2 separate regions of the Mus musculus genome follow, and region 2 is linked to region 1. The links are chromatin contacts, called in public Micro-C maps. All regions are on one chromosome and are shown on one strand. Each heading gives the region's core, a stretch centred on a gene start, on an enhancer-like site or on the middle of the called end of the contact. The rest is flanking DNA. Distances are from core to core; before and after follow the strand shown.

What was found. A called contact is a pair of places that touch in the nucleus more often than the background predicts.
Region 2: a contact with region 1 is called in a Micro-C map of the G1E-ER4 cell line. The contact joins two enhancer-like sites. A contact is called at or near these places in 41 of 484 Hi-C or Micro-C datasets (3T3-L1-derived adipocytes, the AML12 cell line, the Ba/F3 cell line and 24 more), 6 of 115 datasets of contacts at active chromatin or transcription factors (astrocytes, embryonic forebrain, embryonic stem cells and 1 more) and 3 of 9 other capture datasets (adipose tissue, liver and pancreatic islet).

What each region holds. Positions count from the first base shown.
Region 1 is chr12:80,483,646-80,488,697 of GRCm38.p6, forward strand. Exd2 (exonuclease 3'-5' domain containing 2) reads left to right here. Exons shown (of 9, transcript NM_133798.3): 4 at 601-727. Among named protein-coding and RNA genes, the nearest start is that of 2310002D06Rik, 21 kb to the right of the region's middle. Within about 2 kb of position 3,041, at least 10 of the 459 cell types and tissues checked have an H3K27ac peak or open chromatin away from gene starts, as enhancers often do. A contact at or near this core is called in the G1E-ER4 cell line, where this site is marked.
Region 2 is chr12:80,720,866-80,725,917 of GRCm38.p6, forward strand. It overlaps Plekhd1 (pleckstrin homology domain containing, family D (with coiled-coil domains) member 1), which reads left to right. Exons shown (of 13, transcript NM_001177503.1): 10 at 348-480; 11 at 584-728; 12 at 1,081-1,230; 13 at 1,454-3,351. The coding sequence ends at 1,620. Among named protein-coding and RNA genes, the nearest start is that of Gm51986, 4.0 kb to the left of the region's middle. Within about 2 kb of position 2,601, at least 4 of the 459 cell types and tissues checked have an H3K27ac peak or open chromatin away from gene starts, as enhancers often do. A contact at or near this core is called in the G1E-ER4 cell line, where this site is marked.

The DNA of each region.
Region 1 (5,052 bases), core at 1,791-4,290:
GCTGCCATGTGAGTGTTGGGAACCAGTCTGGGTCCTCAGTCATCTCTCCAGCACCCTGCAGCAGTTTCAATCAGGACGTTTTGAAGAACAGAAACAATAAACAATTGCTTGTTTTTATACTCTTACCGTCTCCCCCCCCCCCCCCCCCCGGGAAAACAGCCTTGTCATTTTTCTTCACACATGAGAACATTAGGCATGAGCACCATGGAAAGATAGTCTGTTTACACTTCTCCTTGCTACGTAGTGTTGCAGTGAATAGCTACTTAAGTATCATTGTCCTTTGGATAAACTCCCAGAAAAGCAATTGCTAGATCAGAGAATGTTTGTATTTGAGTTTTTGATAGTTACATATTGTTAAACTTTTTCATAACAATCATAAAGATGTCTAGTTTACACATTTTGTATGAGCCTAATTGATTTTTATGCTCTATTGATATTAGATGTACTTGTTTTAAAACAAAACAAAACACTGCAATCTGATAGCAAATCACCATTTTCTTTGATGTCTCATGTTTATTTGCCCTCTTTTTATTGGTCATTTAAAGTTTTTCCTATGCCATTTGCCTGGTTTTGATACATGGTTTTATTTATTTCTTGTAGAAACAATATACTCTGTAATGGGCTTAGCCTGAAATCACTTGCTGAGACTATTTTGAACTTCCCACTTGACAAGTCCCTTCTACTTCGTTGCAGCAACTGGGATGCTGAGAATCTTACTGAAGACCAGGTACTTGTGATCAGAGGAGTTGGTTCTAGTCTTCAATGCAAGCATCAGGCAGAGAGGCCTTAAAGTAGACTTATTGTCAAGTGACACTCAAGACAATAATGGTCATGCTGCTTAAATGACATTAGAGTCCCTATGGTGTATTACTTTTAATGTGTCAGAAAATGTGCTTTTTTCCAGGAATACAAATGCATAAACATTTTTTAAAATGCTATAAATCTCATAAGAAACAGTAAGCAGTTCTCTGCCTTTGCCACCGCCTTCCTTCTTTTGCTCTTCTACCCAGAGGTGACCATTTTAATTTCTTTTTGGTAATTACCATTGTACTTTTAGACTATATCCATGTATCATTCTTTCTTATTTTTACGTAGTATGTTTTGACTTCTTATACATATATATGACTTAGGGTTCTTCCAGTTCCTGAGTCTCAAACAAGAATTTGTTCCCTAACACATCTCTGCAGTATAAATAGATACTCCACGTTCATCAAGAATAATACTTTGTTTTCCCAGGATATATGATTTGTACTTTTGTTCTCTTAGTTTTCTGCACACTACTGACTTAACCCCAGCTCTTGACTCTCTGAAATGCATTGAGAGACTAAACACACATGCCCAGTTTCCTATGGTTCTGTCCTTACGTCCCTCTGCTGTCCTCCTGTGTCCTTTTGCCCTCTGGTATTCCCCTATGGCTCTGCCCTCTGCTCTCTTCCTCCGACCCACCATTGTCTCTCTATGGCCCTCTGCTGTCTTCCTGCAGCTCTTTTCTGCTCAGGATTATTGGCTCTGCAGATCTGCTGCACACTGCAGTCTGAAACTCGCTTCTTCTGTCTGTCCATGGCTCCCTTCACTTCTCTTCCATACTGGATCCCAAGTTTGTCTAAGTCCCATGGCTCTGTCCTCTTGTTACCCTGCATGTCTGAAAGGACAAGTGAGTTCCCTCTCTTAGCCAGTCGTATGCCTAATAGCAGTTTAGGGCAGAAGCCATTTTCTTGCAGAACTTTTAAGGCTGTACTCCTTGTATTCTGGTTTTGAACATTTGAGTGTGTGACTGTTCTTTCTGGAAGTTCTTTCCTTCCTTGTGTGAAATCCTTGATGCTAAACATGAGTAGAGGCCAGATTTTATGCACAGTAGTAGGACTTAGTGGACCCTTTCTGTCTGGATGTTCTTGTCTCCAGTTCAGGAAAGAATCCTCAGATTATTTTTTTTGTTTTGTTTTGTTTTTTGTTTTTTTGAGACAGGGTTTCTCTGTATAGCCCTGACTGTCCTGGAACTCACTCTGTAGACCAGGCTGGCCTCGAACTCATAAATCCACCTGCTTCTGCCTCCGGAGTGCTGGGATCAAAGGCGTGCAACACCACGCCCAGCCAGATTATTTTCTTTGACATTTACTATCCTCCTTTTTTTTTTTTTTAAAGAACATATTCTTTTTGGATTATTGGATCCCCCGCATTGATCCTTGAGACAGTCTCCTAGTGTCCTGCCTCTGTCTCGTGTCTTGGGGTGGGAGTTGTAGGAATACAGACTCACTGTAGCTGCCCCTGGCTTTCCCACAGGTCTGGTAGGAAAGCTGCCGAGCCAGCACCTTTAGCTGCACCCTGAGCACACTCTATTGAGACAGCTTCTGTCTCTGCTTAGGCTGCAGGCTGTTGACACAGAGTGGGAAGGGTTTCTGCTTTCCTTCCGTTCCCTGCATCACCTCTTTTTCCTCAGAGCTCCTTCTCATGTGCCAGTTTCTCAACTTTAGCATGGATGAATATTGATAGAATCATGTCACATGGAGCTGGGCAGGGTGGCTCACAGCTGTAACTGCTGGAAATTTTCTTGTCTGTCTGGTTCTTTTTTTTTTTTGGTTTTTGGTTTTTGGAGACAGGGTTTCTGTGTGTAGCCCTAGCTGTCCTGGAACTCACTTTGTATAACAGGCTGGCCTCGAACTCAGAAATCCGCCTGCTTCTGCCTCCCTAGTGCTGGAATTAAAGGTGTGTACCACCACGCCTGGCTTCCTGTCTGGTTCTTGTCTCCTGACCAAGAATATTGAGGTACACAATTAGGAGTAAGCAGAAGATAGAGGACATATTTAATGAAAATAAAAGCAGCTCTTGGTAGCCAAGATTTAGTTTTCTATTTTATGTATATGAGTACACTGTAGCTATCTTCAGACAGACCAGAAGAGCGCACCGGATCCCATTACAGATGGTTGTGAGATACCATGTGGTTTCTAGGAATTGAACTCAGGACCCCTAGAAGAGATAGTGCTCTTAACTGCTGAGCCATCTCTCTGGACCCAGGGTTGCCTTTTTAAATGTTAATCCCAGTTGGCTAGTAAATTGGAAGGAAAGGTGGGGACCAATTAGAGAGAGCTCTCCAAGCACAAAGACCTGACTCTGTTGGGTCAGTTGTCAGCAAACAAGACCAGGCTGCCCTTCAGCTCACAGCGATCCAGTCTGCCTGCCCTTGCCCCCAGAGTGCTGGGATTAAAGGCACCACCACCTTGCAGTAGTTAATGTTTAAAAATCATCAAGTGAATTGGGTTGAACAATGGTGGCAAATACCTTTAATCCCAGCACTTGGGAGTCAGAAGCAGGCGGATATCTTGAGTTTGAGGCTAGCCTGGTCTATAGATCAAGTTTCAGGACAGCCAGGGCTACACAGAGAAACCCTGTTTTGGAAAAACAAAAATGAACCAACAAACAAAAGTAGTGGGTTGAGTACAGAGCAGTTACAGCAGGACTTTGGGGGCTGATGGGCTCCTTTTCAGTAGCTGTAGTTAGTCAGGGGTCAGTAATTGTGTATCTGATAGGTTATTTCTCTGCCACCAGTCAAATGAGCCAATTCAAGCCAGATTGGAATATATTAAGTGCAGGTTTATTAGGAAGCTGCTCTGTGGCAAGTTCACTGGCCCCAAGGATTGAGGCTAAGAGAGTCACCATGAGAAGAGAGAGAGGTGAGGGTTGGGGGGAGAAAGGGCAAGAGTGCATAGAGAGAGAGCCGAGAAGGAAAAAATGAGACCAAATGTCTAGTTTACAGAGGGAGGATCCCCCCGGGCTGTAAAGTTCAGGGTTGGGTGCAGGGTATGCCAGACAGGAACTGAGGGATGCTGGGAGAACATGGAGGCCAGGTCTGCTTTGATATGTAAAATATGCACCTCAGTCCCTTGTCCGGGGTCCTAAACCAAACATCCCAGCCCCTACTTCCTGCTAACATTGGGGCACCGTTATGGGATGTGGGCCAAGTCCAGGAAGAACTGGTTGTTTCACTGCTGTCCAGACTGGCCTGTCTGGGGGGAGGGCTGTGTAGGCCCAGTTGAAGCAGTCTGTGAGGCTAGGCCAGAGCACCTGTGTGTGAATAACTGGTTTAGAGCTTTCCTGGATGCAGGCTCTGAGGAAACACCTCGATGTTAGGGGCAGGAGAGAAAGTTAAGGAGTTTATGAGAAAACCTTTTTCTTGGGTGTGTATTTTGAAACTCTTGGGCCTATGGTCTTGGTAATTGGAGGAGGGGTGGGGGGGTCCCAGGACCAGGGTAAGGGAAATAGATCCTACCCTACCCCCAGGAATAGGCAGGTAGGGAGGGAAACAGGTCGTTACTTGACAGTACTCATCTTGAATCCATTTGACTCAAGTGTCTTTCCTGAAGCTTATAACAATCTTTTTAAGTTTACAAAAAAGATAAATCCTTCATAACTTGCATTTATCAACATCAAAATACCTTCCTAGACCATCAAACACTTTCTTAGAAGCTTTCAGCATCTCGTCCCTCTGGCTGCTTGTGTCTCCAGAAAGGAATCCTTTAATCTTTTACCCTTAGAGGTAATCCTTTAGGATTTTGTATAGCTGTCTGTAGGGCCTTCAGTTTAGCCATTATGTGATATAAATTTTTTGAAAAGATGCATTTATTTTTATTCTATGTGCACCAGTGTTTTGCTGACATGTATGTCTGTGTGAGAATGTCAGCTCTCTATAACTGGAGTTACAGCAGTGAGCTGCCATCTGAGTGCTGGGAATTGAACTTGGATCCTTTGGAAGAGCAGCCAGTGCTCTTAAATCACTGAGCCATCTCTCCAACCCCTGTGATTTACATCTGTACTATTTTGATGCTGGAAGAGGTAGTTTCTTGGCCCTGTTGTGCAGAACACAGTTGGTAAGTGTTTGAAAGTTGGTTTGGTTTTGGTTCTGGTTTTGGTTTCTTCCGGTCATTTCCATCTCATCATTGACCTTTCTCAGATATTCTGTCTAGGTCTCAACCTTCAGTTGTCTTCAAGCCAGTTACTAGTTCATCCTTTCAAAACGTTAGGGAAAATTTAGGAAAATTTGTGTTTTAGGTTAATACA
Region 2 (5,052 bases), core at 1,351-3,850, 240 kb after region 1:
GGGTCAGTTACTTCCTTTCTGCCGGTGACCTGGCTTTCCCACAGCTGACTTGACCAACCATACAGAGCACCATCAAAACAGCCAGCCGCTTCCCGTAGCATAGACCCATCCGACCCATGAAGAAGCAGCCTCACTGGGGTTGGGGGGGGGGGGTACTTCTCTGAGGTCAGAAAAGTAGCAATCCCCAAGCATCTACGCCTTGGGCCCCCAGCACTCCATACCACCCCTCTCATCACCTAGCTGACCCGACCCAGAGAGGACTCAGCCTTTCTCTCTCTAGGCATGTCTGTAGCAGGTTCAACCCCCTTGGTAGGTGAGCCTCGGGTAAGCATCTCTCCTGCCCGCAGGATGAAGGAGAATGAGGAACGCTCTCGGGCTCTGGAGGAGGAACGGGAATTCTACTCAAGCCAGTCCCAAGCCCTGCAGAACTCGCTGCAGGAGCTCACTGCAGAGAAGCAGCAGGCGGAGCGGGAACTCAAGGTGCGCCACCTGTATGGGCTTTGTGCTCCGGGCCCTCCATACTGCTGGGTGACTCCTGCCCATCCCTGTACTTTTCTTCCCTCTTGCTCATCACTCTGTGTAGGCTGAAGTGAAAGTACGCATGGACCTTGAGAGGCGGCTTCGGGAGGCAGAGGCGGCCTTGCGGAGCCTGGAACAAGGCCTCAATTCCAAGGTTCGGAACAAGGAGAAGGAAGAACGGATGCGGGCGGACGTGAGCCACCTGAAAAGTAAGACCCTCCCTCCAGGGCTCAACTCTAATCCCAGAGCTCAGCGCCCCCCTAAGGCCAGGCCCAGCAGAGCCTGGAAGAGGCCTAGCACGCGTGAGGCGGTCCTTCCTGTTTCTTCTCATACACCTTCCTGTAGGAGTACCTTTGGCAACGCCTCTCTGTGGGAATTGAGCCTGGAGTTTTGTCCTCTTCCTTTTAAAAAGCTCAGAGCTCTGTTCTTCCCTGTGATAGCTACAGGTTGTGGTTTGAGGCACAAACTATGTTCTATAAAGGATAGAGCAACGTATCTTCCACCAGACCAAGCCAGTACTTAGGAGGAGAAGGACAGTCAACTGCTCCTTCCTGCCACCAGGGTTCTTCGAGGAGTGCATCCGGAATGCAGAGCTGGAGGCCAAGATGCCGGTCATCATGAAGAACTCCGTGTACATCCATAAGGCAGCCACTCGCCGCATCAAAAGCTGCCGATTCCACCGCCGCCGGTCCAGTACTTCCTGGAATGACAGTGAGCACCCCCTGTCCCCCGGTGGGAGACAAGGCAGGAAGCGGGCAAGTTAGAGAACAAGTAGACAAGGCTGGACAGTATGTCCTTGAACGTGGCTCAACCAGCCTGGGGGCAGGAAGGACCAAGAGAAACTCAGCAGCATGTAGGACTGGGATGAGGGAGGAAGGGTGGGCTCAGCATGGGGGGGATGCTATTCATGGGCAACGGGTTCTCATCTCTACAGTGAAGCCATCCCAGTCCTTCATGACCTCCCAGCTAGAAGCCAACAACATAGAGGAGCTGAAGGAGGTAGCCAAGCGGCTAAGCAGAGACCAGCGCTTCCGGGAATCCATCTATCACATCATGGCTACCCAGCCTGGGGCCTCTGCACTTCCCCGGGGAGGAAAGTAATGGGAACTCCTACTCCGGCCTCCTATCTTTCCTTGGTGGGGCAGCAGGGAGGTCTGACGCCCCTGGGTCTTCTCCACCAGAGCACTGCTGGGTGTGAGGGGGCACCCTCATTCTCGAAGGAGGCGATACCCCCTCTGCCTCACCCAGAGCCCTGACCTTGGAGGTCAGAAGAGAATATTGGGTTCCCTACAACTGGAGTCGTGGATGGTTGTAAGCTACCGTGTGGGTGCTGGAAATCAAACCTGGGTCTCCTGGAAGAGCAACAAGTGCTCTTAACCACTGAGCCATCTCTCCATGCCCGAGCCCTGACTTTGGGTCTACCCTAGGTGAGGTGGGTCCACACTGGGTGCTACCTAGTTGCCATGATGAGGCCTGGCTCTGTGTGGTATATCTGTTGGTCAAGAAGATAAATTGTCTGTTCCATGAGGACTGAATAGTTCCTCTGGTACCTACCATACCCCTCGGTGACTCTACTGTGCTGACCCTGGTCACATAACACCCCCTAACTCTCTCTTCGTTCCTGATCCTCCAGTACAACATTTGTCCATGCCCTGCACTTATTCCATGTTCTTGGAGAGGGAAAAGGAGGCTCTAAGATATAACCCCAGGTTCACAGCACCCCACACCCTCTCTGCAGTATTCCTGGGGGCTGTCCTGGCTGTAAGGCCACCCAGGCCTCCTATTCACAAATGGGTTTCTCCATATATAGCTCCAGCAACCTGCTGGAGGGTGCAGGAGAAGTGTGGGATCCCACTTTGTTCTTTTCCAGCCCCGATTGAGAGTCCTTGACCCCAGGGTTTCCCAAAGTCCGCACAGCCAGATCTGGAAGAAGCTCCGGTGTTACCCACAGTCAGGCCTGTTGTGACCCTGCTGCCCTGAGAGCGCAGAGGTCTGTCTCTCTCCCAGCTGGCTCACCTTGCTGCCTCCTCTCCCTGCAGCAGACTCACTCAGTGGACCAATGCAGCCAGGAACCCACCACATGGGAACATGGGCCTGTGGGGAACTAGTAGCCATTGTTTGGTAGAGCATTGTCAGAGTGACACTGTAACACCAGCCTGCGGGTTTTATGGAAGACCACTACCCTTCAGGAGGCCAAGGACTGAGGCGTGTGCTCCTTATCTGTGACAGTCTTTTGGGGCCCATCCCTCAGAAGCTGCCTGAGTCTATCAGTCTCGACAAACAAGACTTGGGGAGGGGGCGGAGATGTGGACAGTGGTTAAGAGCACTTGTTTCTCTCTTTCGGGGCACCCAGACTTGGTTCCCAGCACCCACATGGTAGCTCAAAACCAACCATATGTGACTTCATTTGCCAGGAGATCCAACACCTTCTCCTGACCTTCACAGGCACCGGGCACTCACATGGTACATGTACATACATGCAGACAAAACATCCATACACTTACATCTTTTTTTTTTTTAAAGACCCTTTAAAAGGGGGCAGGGTGCTAAGACAGTGCTAGATCAAAGGCATCCATTTTCTGTCCAGAAGACTGAAGCATCTTGAGGAAGGGACGGAAGTAGCCCCGTGGAAGAACCCTTGTCAAGATCTGAGCTGCCCTCTTCTCCGTGGTCCCTTCTTGGTGAGGGTGGTCTTAGGTAGGGTGTTTTGGAATCAGTGTGTCCGAATGTAAATATAAAGCTATAAATGTGTATAAACCTGCATAAACCCAGAGCTTGTCTGCAAAATATGAATGTGGAATGGACTTTGAAATGAAGAGGCATAAAACTAGATTACTGGTTTCCTTTGTTTTTAAAGAATTAATAATGGCTTGCTCTAGGAGGAAATTTCAAATGCATTTGGTGTTCCTGGTCAAACTATTAACCTGAGGCCTGGGCTTCAAGCAAACAAGGCAATACTCTACCAACAGAACTAGTACATACCAAGCCCAGTGAATTATGAAGGATGGAAACTCCCTTTGTAGACCAGGTCTGCCTGCCTCTGGCTCCTGAGTGTGGGGATTAAGGGCCTGTGCTGCTGCTGTGACCACCATCACGGGATAGGTTCCCGCTCTCAATGACAATTGAGTTGGTTTGGGTTTTGATTTTCTAAGGCAGGGCTTTTCTATGTAGCCCTGGCTGTCCTGGAACACAGAGATCTACCTGCAGAGTGCTGGGATTAAAAGTATGTGCTACCACTGTAATTACATTTTAACACGAATCTGAGAGTAGACAGACTCACATCTCAGCAGTACTTTCTGAGGACAAGCACCAATTCCCTAGTTCATTTTCTCTTCTTCTCACCCTGTACTTTCTATGTTTCAGGCAAGCCTAGGTTACCTCTAATCATATCTAACAGCAGATACACACACAAACGTGCGTGCACACCAGCCAGCATCCTTGTATGAAAATATGGAAGCCTGGAATTACTTACTGGAAACAAATTGACGTGATATATAACATTAATATTATATAATACGTTCTAAAGGTAACTCTTAATTATTGGCCAATTAATTGTGTTACTTCCTGGCAGTGCTTTCGAAACAGGCAGTGGAGTCATTCCTAGAGATGTGCTGCCCCCTGCAGGCCACCCATGGAATTGTATCATCCTGTCCTGCATGTTCCAGCTGAAAACCCCACAGCTTACCTCCTGTGACTGACTTCTTAATAATTAACTGAAAACTATGTGTTTCCACTGTGAGGTCCTGGATGCCTCCATGTTATAAAACCATCAGGGTTTTCCTCTGACTTGAGTATAGAACAAAGGCACAGCCTGAAAGAGACAATGTGCCTGTTAGCTTCAACACTCACACCAGGACTGGACGGTCTTCCCAGCTCTGTTTCATAATCAGGAGAGGCAGAAATGAGTTACTGGATTTCTGCTGTTCGGATAGTTTCCTGCAGAAGTGAGTTACTGTTATTCAGTTAGTTTCCCGGCTGAGGAGGTGTGTCGTGCAGGCTGCCCTGGTGTTTACCATTTCCCAGAATACCCAGAGGCTCCCCATGTATTTGCCTATCATGAATGTCCCCGTGAGGAAGGGCCGCTTGCCTCTAATGCCTTCCCACAGTTTAATGCTTTTCTTGTTTCTGTGACCAATTACCAGGTATGGAACAAGAAACGGATTATTTTGGCTTGCTGTGCGAGACCCTTATGGTGGGGATGCCATGGCAACGGAAGCTTGAGACGTCTGGTTGTGATGGTGTCACCTCAAATGAGAGTCTTCCTCTTGGGGCGATCTTTGCCCAGGACAATCACAATTGGAATTCTCCACTTCTTTCCCTGTGTCTATAGTCCGTCCATAAGGGCTTTTCTCTATGTTTATTGAAAAGCACAGAAACATGGTATAGGAAGGACTGAGGGAACTTTTGACTTCCTTCCTTCCTCCCTCCCTCCCTCCCTCCCTCCCTCCCTCCCTCCCTCCGTTCCTTCCTTCCTTTCTTCCTTTCTTTTTTCTTTTTTCTTTTTTCTTTTTGAGACAGGGTTTCTCTGTGTAG